Regions from separate parts of the Mus musculus genome. Here all the other regions are linked to region 1. A link is a contact called in public HiChIP or PLAC-seq and promoter capture Hi-C data. All regions are on one chromosome and are shown on one strand. The core of a region is the stretch at or near the end of the contact, and the rest is flanking DNA. Distances in the headings are between cores, read along the strand shown.

Evidence for each region. HiChIP or PLAC-seq counts read pairs in DNA pulled down with a chosen protein or histone mark. Capture Hi-C pulls out chosen DNA fragments and counts their contacts.
Region 2: an H3K27ac HiChIP or PLAC-seq map of double positive thymocytes shows a contact between it and region 1, with 8 times the contacts expected there. The contact joins the promoter of Ndel1 here to the promoter of Nup88 in region 1. A contact is called at or near these places in 1 of 484 Hi-C or Micro-C datasets (CD4 T cells), 1 of 115 datasets of contacts at active chromatin or transcription factors (double positive thymocytes) and 1 of 9 other capture datasets (adipose tissue).
Region 3: a promoter capture Hi-C map of adipose tissue shows a contact between it and region 1, with 4 times the contacts expected there. The contact joins the promoter of Ncbp3 here to the promoter of Nup88 in region 1. A contact is called at or near these places in 2 of 39 promoter capture datasets (hippocampal neurons and liver), 1 of 115 datasets of contacts at active chromatin or transcription factors (embryonic forebrain) and 2 of 9 other capture datasets (adipose tissue and liver).

The regions. Positions count from the first base shown.
Region 1 is chr11:70,967,486-70,972,114 of GRCm38.p6, reverse strand. Nup88 (nucleoporin 88) reads left to right here and starts at 2,142. Exons shown (of 17, transcript NM_172394.3): 1 at 2,142-2,466; 2 at 4,098-4,267. The coding sequence starts at 2,164. It overlaps Rpain (RPA interacting protein), which reads right to left and starts at 1,916. Exons shown (of 7, transcript NM_027186.3): 1 at 1,528-1,916; 2 at 181-351. The coding sequence starts at 1,608.
Region 2 is chr11:68,850,801-68,855,429 of GRCm38.p6, reverse strand. It overlaps Ndel1 (nudE neurodevelopment protein 1 like 1), which reads left to right and starts at 2,295. Exons shown (of 9, transcript NM_023668.3): 1 at 2,295-2,488.
Region 3 is chr11:73,046,070-73,050,698 of GRCm38.p6, reverse strand. It overlaps Ncbp3 (nuclear cap binding subunit 3), which reads right to left and starts at 2,832. Exons shown (of 13, transcript NM_025818.3): 1 at 2,617-2,832; 2 at 775-840. The coding sequence starts at 2,799.

The DNA.
Region 1 (4,629 bases), core at 893-3,392:
AGTATGGCAGAACCATGGATATATTTCTAATGAAGGTAAAAACCCTGAGCCAAATGACGGTGAGAATCATGCTTGGGGAAGTGAGCAGACTGAAAGGACCAAAACAAACAGATGCAAAGAGGTCACCAGACGCTCCTCATGGAGTCAGTGGTCTCCTAGCTACAGAGATCCTTGACTGACCTGAAGCAAGGCCTCCGGACAATTCTCCACAGACTGCAAAGAAGCCCACTCTTCCTCCATTACTTCTTGCACAAGAAGTCTGTCTGAGGCTGTCCCCGGCGTGCTACCTGCAGCCTGGCGATATTTGTTCAGGAGCCTGTGCCTGCTGTTTCTCATTCTCTCCAGACATCCCTGGGGAGGTAAGGGAGGGCAGTATTGGTTAAGAAGAAAAACATCAATTCCACTAAAAAGAAAACCCTCCAATTAGTCAGTAAAAATATAAGAAAATTCAAGATGCAAAATTTCATAGCCTCAAGTCCTCCACACACAGATGGGTTACATTACACACATTCCTATATTTCATATTTTATCTTATAAGAAGACAGTTGGATACACAGGAACTGTATCCACAGACTAACTTCAGACATTTATATGGCTTCTAAATTCCTGGAATTGTACAAATGGCTATAGTAATGGTCTTCTTGTAAAATAGTACTTTACAACCCTGGTATGGGTTTTTAATTTTTTTTCCTGTGTCTATGTGTGTGCCTGTATGAGTTTATGTGCACCACACCAGTGCTGATGCACACCAGGGCCAGAAGATGGCAATAGACCACTTGGAACTGGAGTTACAGCCATCGGGTCTGCTACTGAAACATAAGGACTCTTGAGCCATCTCTCCACCCCCAACTCGGGACAGTTTTTGTTCCCAAGTGGTTGTCACAGCTCTGCTTGAAGAACTGCTACTGACTGGTGCCATTTAGTAGGTGGAGAGACCAAGGCTGCTGCATCTAAGTGTTCTACATTGTACAGAACCACCTCCCATAATAGAACGTTCTCCTTCGAAACGTCAGCACTCACTGTTGAGAAACACTACTCCACACAACATGTTCAGCATGAAGATTGTTTTTCTGGGTGGTTCTTCTGGAATACACCCACCCTTTTGAGACTGCTGAACAGGGAGATAAGCTGCTTCTTAGAAGGAACTACTTGAGTTCGGAAGAAGGCGGAGCTTAAGTTCAACTCTCCTAACCGTGTCTGATGTTCTTCAGGAGAGAAATAACTTCTATCTCACGTGACGTATACATACGGAGTGCTTCCCTCTGTAACCGAACGTTAGGTGGTGGTGTTGCTACTGCTGTCATGACTCTTAAAATATGAAACAAAGTCGAATCCTAGGATAGCATAACACCTACGCCGGCCAACAGCCCGGGCGGCGGCCGGGACCCAATCCTATAGCAAGAGATCCACCTCGCTGGCCAGGCACACCGGGCACCTGCTCCACAACCAGTGCTGAAGCGAGCACACCGAGGACAGAGGTCCTTGGGAAGATTAGGGAAGTGATGACAACCCAAACTTCACACTCACCTGCCTGAAAGTTTCTTTCCAGTGGGGCGAGCCCACCTGCTTGTACAACAAGCGGTGCGGAGACCCCGAGGACTCTGCCATCTCCTCCCTTAGCGGGAAACAGCGCCCAAATCACCGCCCCTTAGCCGCGCGCAAAGGATTCTGGAAGTTGTAGTCTCGGCGCAGTCTGTCTGTACTTCAGGCCGCCGGGCTTTCTTGGAATTGTATCTAGTTTCTATCCCCTCACAGTGACAGATTTAGGGGAATCCGAGGATAGATGAAGCAGTGACAGTTGAGAAGTAAACACCACCCGGGCTGAGGGAGGTGAATCTTGAGAGAAAGTTCTGGGTTTACCCAGAGGAAGTTGTCCAGTAGACAATCAGACACACATCTCTCATCCTTAACGCTACCCCCTCACTGGCCCAGCAGCAGCCCCAAAGCGATCCTTACACTCCACTCCGCCCCGCCCCGCCCCGCCCACCTTGGCTTCAACCCGCGGCCCTGTCTATCCTCTAGCGATTCTTTCTTATTGGGCCAACTTCTCGAGATTCCTACACTTTGATAGGCTGAAGCTGTGAAGTGCTGGCCGCGGATTGGCTACGCACAGCAGCGGGCTTCGTTTCCTCCCGCCCCTCAATCCTGAGCTGTTAGTTCAAGATGGCGGCTGCCGTGGGGCCCTTGGGCGATGGGGAGCTGTGGCAGAGCTGGCTTCCTAACCACGTCGTGTTCTTGCGGCTCCGCGAGGGCGTAAGAAACCAGAGTCCAGCCGAAGCGGAGAAGCCAGCGGCTTCGACTTCACCCTCGTGCCCGTCTCTGCCGCCGCATTTGCCGACGAGAAACCTGGTCTTCGGCCTCGGAGGGGAACTGTTTCTGTGGGACGCAGAAGGCAGCGCCTTCTTGGTGGTTCGCCTTCGAGGCCCCAGCGGTGGTGGCGTGGAGCCTCCTCTCTCCCAGTATCAGGTGCGCCGGTCCATCGTGAAAGCAATCAGCCTTTTGGTTCGTTGGCGGACCTGGGCTGGCGTCTTTTGGGAACGCCCCACTTCGAGTGGAATGACCCCGCTTTGTAGCTCAATCTGGTCTGGAATCACTATGTAGCCCAGGCTAGCCAGGAACTCCTGCCCCAGTCTCTGAGTGTTGAGATTACGGGTCTAAGTCATTTATAAACACCAAAACAGAGGCTAGGCCTGTGTGTGTGTCCAGCACCTGACATAAACCTAGAGCATGCACAAGCTCCGTAATATCTGTGATTTGCTTCGGTGGGGGTGGAGGGGTTTGTTGAGACAGGGTTAACAGCCCTGGTTGTTCTGGAACGCACTCTGTAGAGCAGGCTGACCTCATTAACAGAGATCTGGAGGATCCTGATCAGAGCTAGGATTAAGCCATGTGCTGCCACTGCCCAGTTCTACAACAGGCATTTAAAGACATGGGCCTACAGATTTAAAAGCAATTAGAAATATTATTATATTCAAAAGAAATCCTTATTTAAAAGGATTTTTGGCTTAGTATAATTCTCCATACTAAGGTAAATAATATATTGATGGTCTCATCATTATTTACGAATAATAAAAAGAAATTAGAAATCTAAAATGGTCATGAGAAAAGAAATAGGAAGTACCAGGGTGAGAGTATTTTTGAGGCTATATGATGCTATGACAAATTATTGAAACTCCCTTAAACTATCACTCTTTTATATTAAGTCCACGTAGATGAAGCAGTACTGCTTGCTGCAAGGCGCTTGAAGGTAATCTAGGGCCTTACCTGTGACCTTGGGTGACCTGGAGCTCAAACAGAGCCACCTGCACCTTATCTGGTGCTGGGAATAAAGGCGTGAACCTTTACACTTGGCCTGAAGCTCTTCCTTTCTCTACAGTACAGTTATAAGATGGTAATCTGTTGATACTTCCGAGTTTATGTATTTACTGGGTATCAAGAGTCTGCTTGAGGCCAGGAACACAGAAGAAAAATCTCAAGTAGCGCCTACTGGGTTATGTCAGGGAAAGTTTAGAATGTTTAAGACCTGTGGTATTACCCAGAGCTGTGGTGTGGAACTACAGAAAACATGCCTTTGTTCCCTGGCCGCAAGATCAGGGGTAATTTCTCCCTTTTTTTTTTTTTTTTTTTAAGTTTTTGTTTTTAAATTTTCTGGGTATGTATGTTTTCCTGCAAATGAGTGCTGCATATAACATCTATGTGCCTGGTGCACACAGATGCTACAGAGCCACCGTGCGGGGGCTGGGAATTGAACCCAGGTCCTCTGGAAGAGTAGCCCTGTGGTTTTTATTTTCAGTTTGTGTGTGTGTTTGGTGAGAGAGAGAGAGAGAGAGAATATGAATATGAATGAGCCCCAAGAATATGGGTGCTGGGAACCAAACTCAGGTCTTTTGCAAGGGCAGCAAGTGCTTTTAGGTGTTGTCATCTATCAAGAACCTAGAGATTATTTCTTGGGGAATAATCAGCTAATGACACAGTTAGTACATGCTCAGAATGCTATTTATAACTTTAGAAATTTAAAACGTGATTATGGTTTCAAGCAACTCTGAAATAAATTTATATTAAAATTAACTATTTTTACTAAATGGTTTTACTTTCAGAGATTACTCTGCATTAATCCACCCTTGTTTGAAATCCATCAAGTCTTGTTGAGTCCAACCCAACATCATGTAGCACTTATCGGAAGTAAAGGACTTATGGCATTAGAATTACCTCAGAGGTGGGGGAAGGACTCTGAATTTGAAGGTGGAAAAGCAACTGTGAATTGTAGGTAAGTTGTATTTTCATTTAGTATTTATCTGTGTAAGTTGCTAAGACCCAAAATGGTTGAAATGTATTTAGGGGCCACTATTGAAACATTTGAGCATTTGTATGGTCCTGCACACTGACTTCCTGTGGTACTATTGTTGTCCGTTCTTTTTTAAACATGTATGAGTGGTTTGCCTTCATTTAGTAAGTGCAGTGCTTGTGTGCCTGGACAGCAAGAAGAGAGTGTCAAATCTCCTAAACTGGAGTTAGAGTTTAGCTGCTACGAGGTTGCTAGGAGCCAATGTTGGATCCTCTGCAAAAGCGGCAGGTGCTCTAAACTCCTGAGCCACCTTCCCAGTCCCTGCTGTTATTTTTGAAGAATAC
Region 2 (4,629 bases), core at 1,046-3,545, 2.1 Mb after region 1:
GGATTACGGGCGTGCACCAGCACACCCAGTGAGCCTTTGATTTTTGTGGTGTCTTATTTACCTGATCCCTAAGTTAAATATGTTCCATCTCCTCAGAGTTTCCGCAGCAGGTTTATATGCACTGCGTAACTGTGCTGGCTAGTCTTATGTCACCTTGACACACAAACTAGAGTTATCTGAAAGGAGGGAACCTCAACTGAGATCCAGCTGTAAAGAATGTTTTAATTAGTGATCAATGGGGGAGGATTGTGGTTGTTTTCATCCCTGGGCTGGTGGTCCTGGATTCTATAAGAGAGCAGGCTGAGCAAGCCATGGGAAGCAAGCCAGTAAGCAGTACTCTCCCTCCCCAATCCCCATGGCCTCTGCATCACCTGCAGCATCCAGGTTCCTGCCCTGTTTTGAGTTCCTATCCTGACTTCCTTTGGTGTTGAACAGTGATATGGAAGTGGAAGCTGAATAAACCCTTTCCTCAACAACTTGCTTTTCGGTCATGGTGTTTCATTGCAGCAGTAGAACCTTAGCTAAAATAATTGCCTTTTTTGAGTATGGGATGGGCCAAAGTCCAGCATTCTCACTAGCTGGAGTTTGGACCCAGATCTCTCTTTTAGTAGCTGATCACCCTTTACCCATCGGAAGGGTGGAACTTGATCTGTTTCTTGCATTTTGTAGCAGAGAAGATGTTGGGATATTTACACGTGTTCTCAGAGATTGTTACATTGAACTTTCTGGGTCAGTCCAAAAAGGACCTTGTACTGGAACCTATGGGAAGTGCCCTGGAATGCTTTACAAAGTTTGAAGGGTACAGCAGCTCTCACCTTTTCTTCTCTTACAATGCTAGTTTTATAACTTGTGCTTCCTTTTGAGACTGTCATCTTCTTTACTGATTTATTTCCCATGGATTTGGTGTAATGGAAGGAGGTCGGGCAGTTTGCTGACTCTAGGGTACTATTCCAGCCTCTGGGCCAACGAAGATCAGAGCAGGGCCTTTGGCTTCTGAGGGCTCTGCCAAGCTAAGCCCATTCATTAAGAAGGGGATGATGCCAGTCCTAGGGGCAGAGCAAATGGGAGGGGCAGCAGCCTGGGAGATGATGTCACTGTTTTCTGAAGGGCCTGGCCAGCCATTAGGTGACTCAGTGTGTTTCTTAGCACCTCAGCCAGGAGGCAGGACAGAAGCTGTGGCCTTTTTATCTTTTCCTGTTTGGGTGGGACGGTTCCTGTCTTGGCACCGGGTCTATAGGAAAGCCTTCATTAATCACTTCTCTGCCTTAAGTCTGATTAGATTGAGCAGAGTTTCAGGTAGGGAAGCCAGACTGAGTTTCAAAGCTGTTCCAGGCCACTGGCCTGTAAAGCAGACCTTTTTTTTTTTTTTTTTTGAGTCTTATGTTACAATATAGATCTAATGATTCCAGCTTCAAATGTTGTTGATGGTTAACAGTAGTGTATGGAAGGCACTTTAGCCCCACGGTCTAGCCTATGTTTCCCTTCTTGTCAGCGTAGTAGTGGATAACAGTGTAGCTTCTGAGTTTGAATTTGCGCTGTAGGTGAGTGACCTTGGGGAACTTCATCTTGCTATTTCTTACTTGTAAATGAGAGTGACGTGGGGTTACTGTGACAAAGCAATGCACCCCAGTGACTGGTACAACTACGGGCGCGACAAACCGCACAGTGAACTCATAATCTCTTTTTAAAAACCCTATATCCTTCATAGTGTAGTTCAAGACGCTCTAGACCCCAGTAATCTTCCTCTGCTCATCAGTTTGGGTTCTCCTTAAAAATCCATCTCGCACCGTTTTTTGTTTATATTGACCTTTCCCAACCGTATACGTGGGCTCACCTTGTCTTTCTTAGGCTCAGCATATGTCTTATGCTATGTTGTTTTGTCTTCAAACTTCAAAACCAATCCCAACAGCACTGAAATAACAATTACATTGAGCATGAGACAGCTAAAGTTCCTATAGTTGTTCCCCAAATGCCTTTTTTAAATTTAAGTTTCTAGTTCCAGGACAGTTGTGTATTTCTCCTGTCTCCTTCGTGAGCTAGTACTCTATACTGGCTTTATACTGGCTTCCCATTTTAGCCTAGGGAACTACTCTCCTGCGCAGCACAGCTTCCGGAGACAGCACAGGGCTAAAAAACCCACCTCCTTCGGGGGTCCGGGGCGGCGCCTGCGCAGGACGCTGTCGCAGATCTCACGTCAGCGCGCAAAGCCTAGGTCGGCTCCACGTGACTCTGGCCTCCCACCGCTCCGCCCCGCACGCCAGCCTGCTTCTGCGCATGCTCTTGACTCCGCCCCCGTGCGTCACAGAATGGCCTCCGACACCCAGGGAGCCCCTGACGTGTCGGGGAGGAGCCCGGTGCGGGGATACGCGGAGTGGAGCTCAGGGCTGCGGAAGGGAGCAGAGCTGAGCGGCTGGGCGGGCCTGGCCAGGCCAGCGGAGCAGAGACGTCGGCCGAGCGGCGGCGAACATGCGCTTTTGACACATTGGCGGTGAGCTCCCGTGCGACGCAGCCTCTGGGGTTCGAGCCAGGCGGGCAGCGCCGAGGCCTGCCCCGGGGGAGCCTGCCTGACCGCCGCCGGGCTGGGGCTCAGCCCGCTGGGCCAGGCCGGGCTTGGGTTCTGGGGCGGCCCGTACCGAGACAACTGTTCCAACCGCTTTAACTGTCCCCTCCTTACTGGCGGAGGTGTGGCCCACCGGGGGCACCTGCGGGAGAGCGAGTCCCGGGCTTCCAGAGGAGGGACGGAGGCCGGGACGTGGCACCGGGGGCTGAGGCGCTGACGGCTCGAGGAGTGGCCCAGTTGGGGTGGCGGAGGCGCGCCCAGCTTCTCGCTCCACCCATCCTTGATTCCCTGGAGCTGCCGGGGTGGTTAGGAGCCGGGCAGGATCTTGATTTCCCAGCGCCCCAGATGCGGGAGGCGAGAGCAGGAGCAGCCCGCGTTGGCAGAGACTGGCAGTCTCGTGACTGCCTGCCCCGAACTGCTAATCATCCTCTTTGGAGTTGGGGAAAGTCTCACTAACCAACCGACCCCGGTTGCTTGGATTCGCTTCTTATTTTTCTCTGAGAAACGATGAGGTGACTAACACTTTTAAGTTTAAGGCGAGTGAGGGTCCTTTTCATTACCCGGGCCCATTCCTGTAGCGTTTGTAAACATTTTAGAACATTTGCTGTTTGTACTTGCGACGGATACTGTAAGTCACTTTTTGCTGGATGGGGAAATTGAACCTAGGTACAGGAGGTTGGGGCAACTGAGTGATTTTTATTTGGGTTCCACTAACTGGTGAGAAGTTTAGCTTGGGTTACAATTTACCTTTCTAAGCTCAGGGTTCTGGTTTCTGTTTTCATGAGATTTTTTTTTTTTAACTTCTTCAGCCGGAAAGAGGACTGAACATTGGACTTGTTAAAGATAATACCAGAAGTTACTAGATGACTTATTTATTTTCGAGTAAATTGACCAAAAAAACCAAAAAAACCCCAAACCAAACAACAACAACAAACAAAAAACCCCCAAAAGCTCAGTTACTAGAAAAATCTTATCCTGAAGCTTGCTCATGAGTGGCTGGTTGTTAGTCTGAAAATTATGTTGCTTTCACTGCACTTAAGAGGTAGGGTAATGTCTGCCAAATCAGAAAGCTGAGAGGGCAAAGCTCATCATTAAGTTAAGGAGTCAAAAGAGACCAAAGGACACCCAGTTGGGGGTATCTCTTCTGAATTGTTGTTAAAATCTTAGAGTAGGAATACATAAAGAACAAAGAAAACCTTTAGCTCCAGTTAGAGACAAACTTAATCTTAGAAGAAGTTGCTAAATCTGCAGTGCCTTGGTTTTGAATTGAATTGAAGTTGGATCCAGAGCATTTGAAATAAAAAATAGACCTGAACATGCTTTTATGAGACCAACAAAATTTATTTTCATGCGTATTTTAAACCATGCTAAAATAGACTTGAGGATTGAGGACTTAAGTTAAAATTACTTTCTAGGCACTTCATAAGGGAGAGAAATAAGGCCTATTTCATTCTGCATATATGTTAATAGTCATGTAAAATTAATTTTCTTAGTGCTGTACAGAGTATCTTTGCCAGTAAGCTCTGTTAGATGATAACTGTTTAAAGTTTCAGTGAGCTAATTGTCAGTTGTTCACATCTAAAGGTCGTAGAGTGTGAGCATGTCTGCTGCAGAAGTTGTAATTGTACACTCACACTCCATGTGAGACCTAGAATTAAGGAAGATGGAGAGGAGCAGAAAGTCCTTGTCTGCTAGCCTTGCAGCTGTAGAAGATTGTAGATATGCCATTTGAGCACTTTTTAAATCAGTGAAAGATTTGACATTGGCTAACTTTCCCCACTTACGTAATCTCAAGCGACAGTGAGCCTCTCCGAGTACCTGGAGGCAAACTCCACACACACAGTTTTGAGATCACCTGCAAGGGTAGCACATTCGTTACTTGAACCTGGTTCTTAGAAGGATGAAGTTGATGAATAGGTGTAGGGATAAAGCTGGGTACTGCCAGGCGGGAAGCAACAGATACAGCGTGTGATGGGAGGGAAAGAACTTGTTTTAGTCTAGCGCATAAAGCTTGTTCCAGGAGAGACGTTAGGGATGCTTTTGTAATGAAAGGAGTCATCTGCTTATAA
Region 3 (4,629 bases), core at 1,583-4,082, 2.1 Mb before region 1:
GCACCTGAAGTGCAGAGGCAGGCGGATCTCTGTGGGTTCAAGTTCAGCCTGATCTACATAGTGAGTTCCAGGACAGCCAAGGCTATGCAGAGAGATCTTGCCTCAAATAAAATAAAACAAATTAAAAAAGATGAAAACAAAACAAAACAAAACAAAACAAAAAAAAAAAAAAAAAAACCCAGGTGGTAGTGGTGCACGCCTTTAATCCCAGCACTTGGGAGGCAGAGGATTTCTGAGTTCCAGGCCAGACTGGTCTACAAAGTGAGTTCCAGGACAGCCAGGGCCACACAGAGAAACCCTGTCTCGGAAAAAACAAAACAAAACAAAAAAAGATGAGAGGTGAGAACCAACACCTGACGGTGTCCTCTGACTTCACAGGAGTGTTACAGCACACACACACTTTCACACAAACACCCGCTCCCCATCAAACATAAGTAAATGTTAAGTAATAAATAAATATTAAAATAAGCATTCCCAGTGCAAACTCTTTCTTGGAAAGGATTGAGCACAGGCAACTAAGGACAGTGATTATCTTTTCATGGAGACGAGCACACACAAACGCTGCCTGAATGTCTTCTGGATACAGAAGGACATCCTTGGGTAGACAGATGTAGATATGTGATACTATGAGATACATATCATATATAGATGAGATATATATCAGCAGTAAAAGAATAAATGAGGCAAGATATTTACTGCTGTGTGAATGTAAATGGTAAAGACCAAGTTCATTAACTCCATCTGCTGATCAAACAATAGCCCAGTCTGTCTCACCTTGGAGGTGACATCGATCCCAGTGATGAAGCTGCCAGCCTTGTTTTCATATCTTCTGCTTGTGTCCTAACAGAAGAGGAAAGATGACAAACTCTGACAGAAAAATCCACAGAAAAGGCAACCTGGCAACTGGCCCTTTTGGAAGTCATTCTTTTCAGCAACTCTTCTCCATTTTAACAACTCTTGTTAGGAGGAAGTCTATCTCTGAGGCTCCACAGAGAGGCTTCCAGACGCCAGGCAGGAGCCTGTTCATAACATTAAGTAATTCTGTCAACTCAGGGTATCTATATAAATGAAAATCTAAAGTCTTTTGTGAAAAAAATGTCAAAAATGAGATAGTCACATAACTCCCCAAACCAGACTGGACACATTTCCCACGAAAGGCCACTAGGTGGCGCAAATGCCTCCAGGAGAATGCTTCAGGTCCTGGATCTCTGGGAAAAATACAGGCTAATACAATGAAGAAAGGAGGGGATAAAAACAGAACTAAAGTCTCAGGACTGCAGCTGATACCCTGGACTCTGCATTCAATCTCCAGGCCTTGCTTTCCTCCACAATACCTGTCTTTCTGACTTCTGTTCTCGTGCTTAAGACAATCCAACATTTCTCCAACAAAACAATCCTGTTTCCATCTCTAAGACTTCTGAGCTTGCTGTCCTCCCCGCTAGGAATTACTCCCTTCCAACTGACATGGTCGGCCCCTTTTTGTCATTTGGGGTTCAAGTTGAATCTAACTATCTCAAGGGACTTTCCTGTGCATCCCAACACACACCAACTGCTTCACATCCCTCCTGGCCACTGTGCTTTTTATCCTATTAACAGGGTGTGTGTGTGTGTGTGTGTGTGTGTGTGTGTGTGTGTGTGTGTTTGTTTTTGTAGCACTTAATACAAAAGGGAACTATTTACTTGTCTCCCCTACTAGGGCAACACCAAGAGGGAGTTCGCTCTTAAGCACCTAGGATTACACCAGCACACAGAGAGGTGTGTGATATAAACATGTTAAACTGACTGAATGGATAACACCTGACCTATACACTATCCACTATAACCTATAGATGTTGTCACCAAAGGTATTGTCATTTGTCATCACTACCTTAGCCTTCACTCATAACTTCAAATGTAAAACCAAGCTGCTATCATGTAATTAAAGGAGGGGGCGCAGGGAGTTCACGTTGTATGTGAAAACCGAGCTATCCAGGCCTCAGACCAGCTTTAAGAAGGGGCATGTGACTACCAAACCACAGGCAAAACACTCCTCAGACCCACTGTGGTTAAAGAAAGATCAAATGTCACTGTGTGTCAGAAGCTGGGACCACCGAGAGTAGACGCAGTGAAGGTGCGGGGACGTGAGGACCCTCATCCACAATACCAACACACGAGTGTCTGCTGTTTGACAGGTCTAGCCCTCCCAAGCGAAGAGAGCTGGTTTAAGTGACACCAACTCGGCCGGGGAAGGAGGACCCACCAGGAGACCTGGATGCCGGCGGCACCTAACACTTTCTTTGAGGGCTGATTCAGGTTCTGTTCCCGCCCGCGGCTCCTTTTTATCTCCAACCAAACACAGCTGATTCCGTTCGGGGCCACCGAGGGGCAGCGAGAGGGGTGTCCCCAACTCTCTCCGAGATCCCCCGCCTCTCCAGCGCTCTCTGCACCCATTTCCGGGCGCCCCGGCGTCCTTTCTCTCTGGCGCTCTCCGGGTCATGCGCGGCCCCCGCCTTTCGGCGCTCGCGCCCCTTTCCCGCGTTCCCGGACTTGCGCCAGTGCCGCCGTCCGCCACCTTCCCTGACTCTCCAGGGACACCCGCCCGGCGACCTCCTCAGCCCCCGCCCCTCTCGCCCGTACCGGGAGCAGTTCCTTTAGGGAGCGCCGCACCGGCACGATTTCCAGCTCGCCTTCTTCCACTTCCATGGGCTCCGGCTCGCCACGCTCCAAACCGGACTCCACCTCGGGCGACGGAAGCCCCAAAGCCGGCCCAGCGGGGGCCTCCGCCTTCACAGACACTCGCAGGCCGCGGACGGCCGCCATAGCTGCCAGCCGGCCGCACCACCGAAAGCCCGCCCCTCACTCCCGCCGCCTAGAGCGCCGTCGCCGATGACCACAGAGGAGCACCGCTATCACCTAGAGCGTCGTCTGTTTCTACCAGAAAGCTGTCCTTATCTCTGGCGCCCCCTTGGTGACCTAGGAACCTGGGGCCGGCTTGGGGCGGGACTTCGCGGGGTAGGGGGCGGGACGAAGCAGTGATGGAGGTGGAGCGTCGTCTGAGGTTCCAAAATACCTGCACTTTGAGGACTATACTTCTAAGAACTGCTGAGCGGTTACCGCGATCTATCATCTAGGCAATCTGAGCGTTTACAAAGTTATTTCCGTAGTAAGCTTTGGCTCTGTCAAGTCTTCCAGTAATTGAGCCATATTATGTGGTCAAAATTTTAAACTAGGGCCCAGTGTAGGGGTTACATGCCTATAATCCCAGCAGTCAGGAGTCAGAGGCAGGCACATCTCTAAGTTCCAGGCCATCCAGGGATCCAAGGTAAAACCCTGCCTACATTTAAACTGGAAAGGGATGGTACACGATTGTATTCCCAGCACTTGGGAGATAGAGGCAGGAGGACTAGGGGCTGAAGGTTATCCCCCAATTACACCAAGGGGCAATTGCTAGTTTGAGGCCAGCCTAAACTACAGAAGATCCTATCTTAAAAGGGGAAGAGGGGTGCTTCAAGATCACAGTGACCTACCCAAAGGGCAGAACCAGAGCTTAGACCCATTTTGTCACTTCTGGGAGCTCTACTCATCAGAGACTCACAAGCAAGATTTCCTGCAAATGTTCCTAGTAAGAGTCTGGCTGGGAAAGAGGAAAGGCTTGTTCAGACTTGAAGAAGGGACTTCTTGTCTGTCATGAGTCCTGATTTTGTGTCTCCTCCTGTGTCATATTTAGTTAGCCCTTTCTAGACCTATCTCCCAATCTGAACCAGGAATAGGTAAGACCATATATCTGAGCCCCTAAAAATCTTTTCAGAGAAAGGCAAATCATTCTAAAACAGAAAAAAAAATCACAAGACTCAGATACACTAGGTCACTTTGGGCATGGCACGGAACCTCAGTTCCTTCATCAGAACATAGAACAGTGACACACCTCCACAGAAGAATATAAGGACCGAATGAGCTAGTTATGTGCGGCTGTAAGATCCAAAAGAGGTGATACTGTACATCCAAGCTTTTCTTGAAATGGGTCTGTACCATGGGACAAACAAGATGGAATTCCTTAGAATGGTACCATCAATTGATTGCAATGCAAAGTACAAAATTGGGTTAAAACAATGGATTGTATTTTCTTTTCTCCTGTTCCCCTTCCTTTCTTTCCTTCCGTTTTTCTTTTGCTGTATTAACAATGCAACCCAGAGACTTGAGCATGCTAACAAAGCCCTTTACCAGTGAGCTTTACCCCAGCCCTCTTGTTTTGAGACAGAGTCTTGCTATGTAGCACTGGCTGGCCCACTACTTGCTTTGTAGCTGAGAATGATCTTAAACTCCTAATCCTCCTACCTCTGCCTCCTGCGTGATGGGCTTATAGGCATGTACCACCATGCCTGGCTCCCTAGTGTGTGTTTTATAGAACTGTTTGTGTTTGGGATAGCCAGCTGTGGGTGACAGTCATGAACCCCACCATTACACTATCTTTCTAGGCCTGTGGAGTAGGAGGTAGGAGAAACAAAAGCAGTTAATTACTTAGCCACACAGGCCTCTCTACCTCCTAAAGAGACTTGCAGCTTGAGGATTCAATTCAGAGGGATTTGAAATTACAGTGCAAAGAGGCCTTGGGGCACCCACAGGAGGGGGTGGTTATCAGGCAGTCAACGC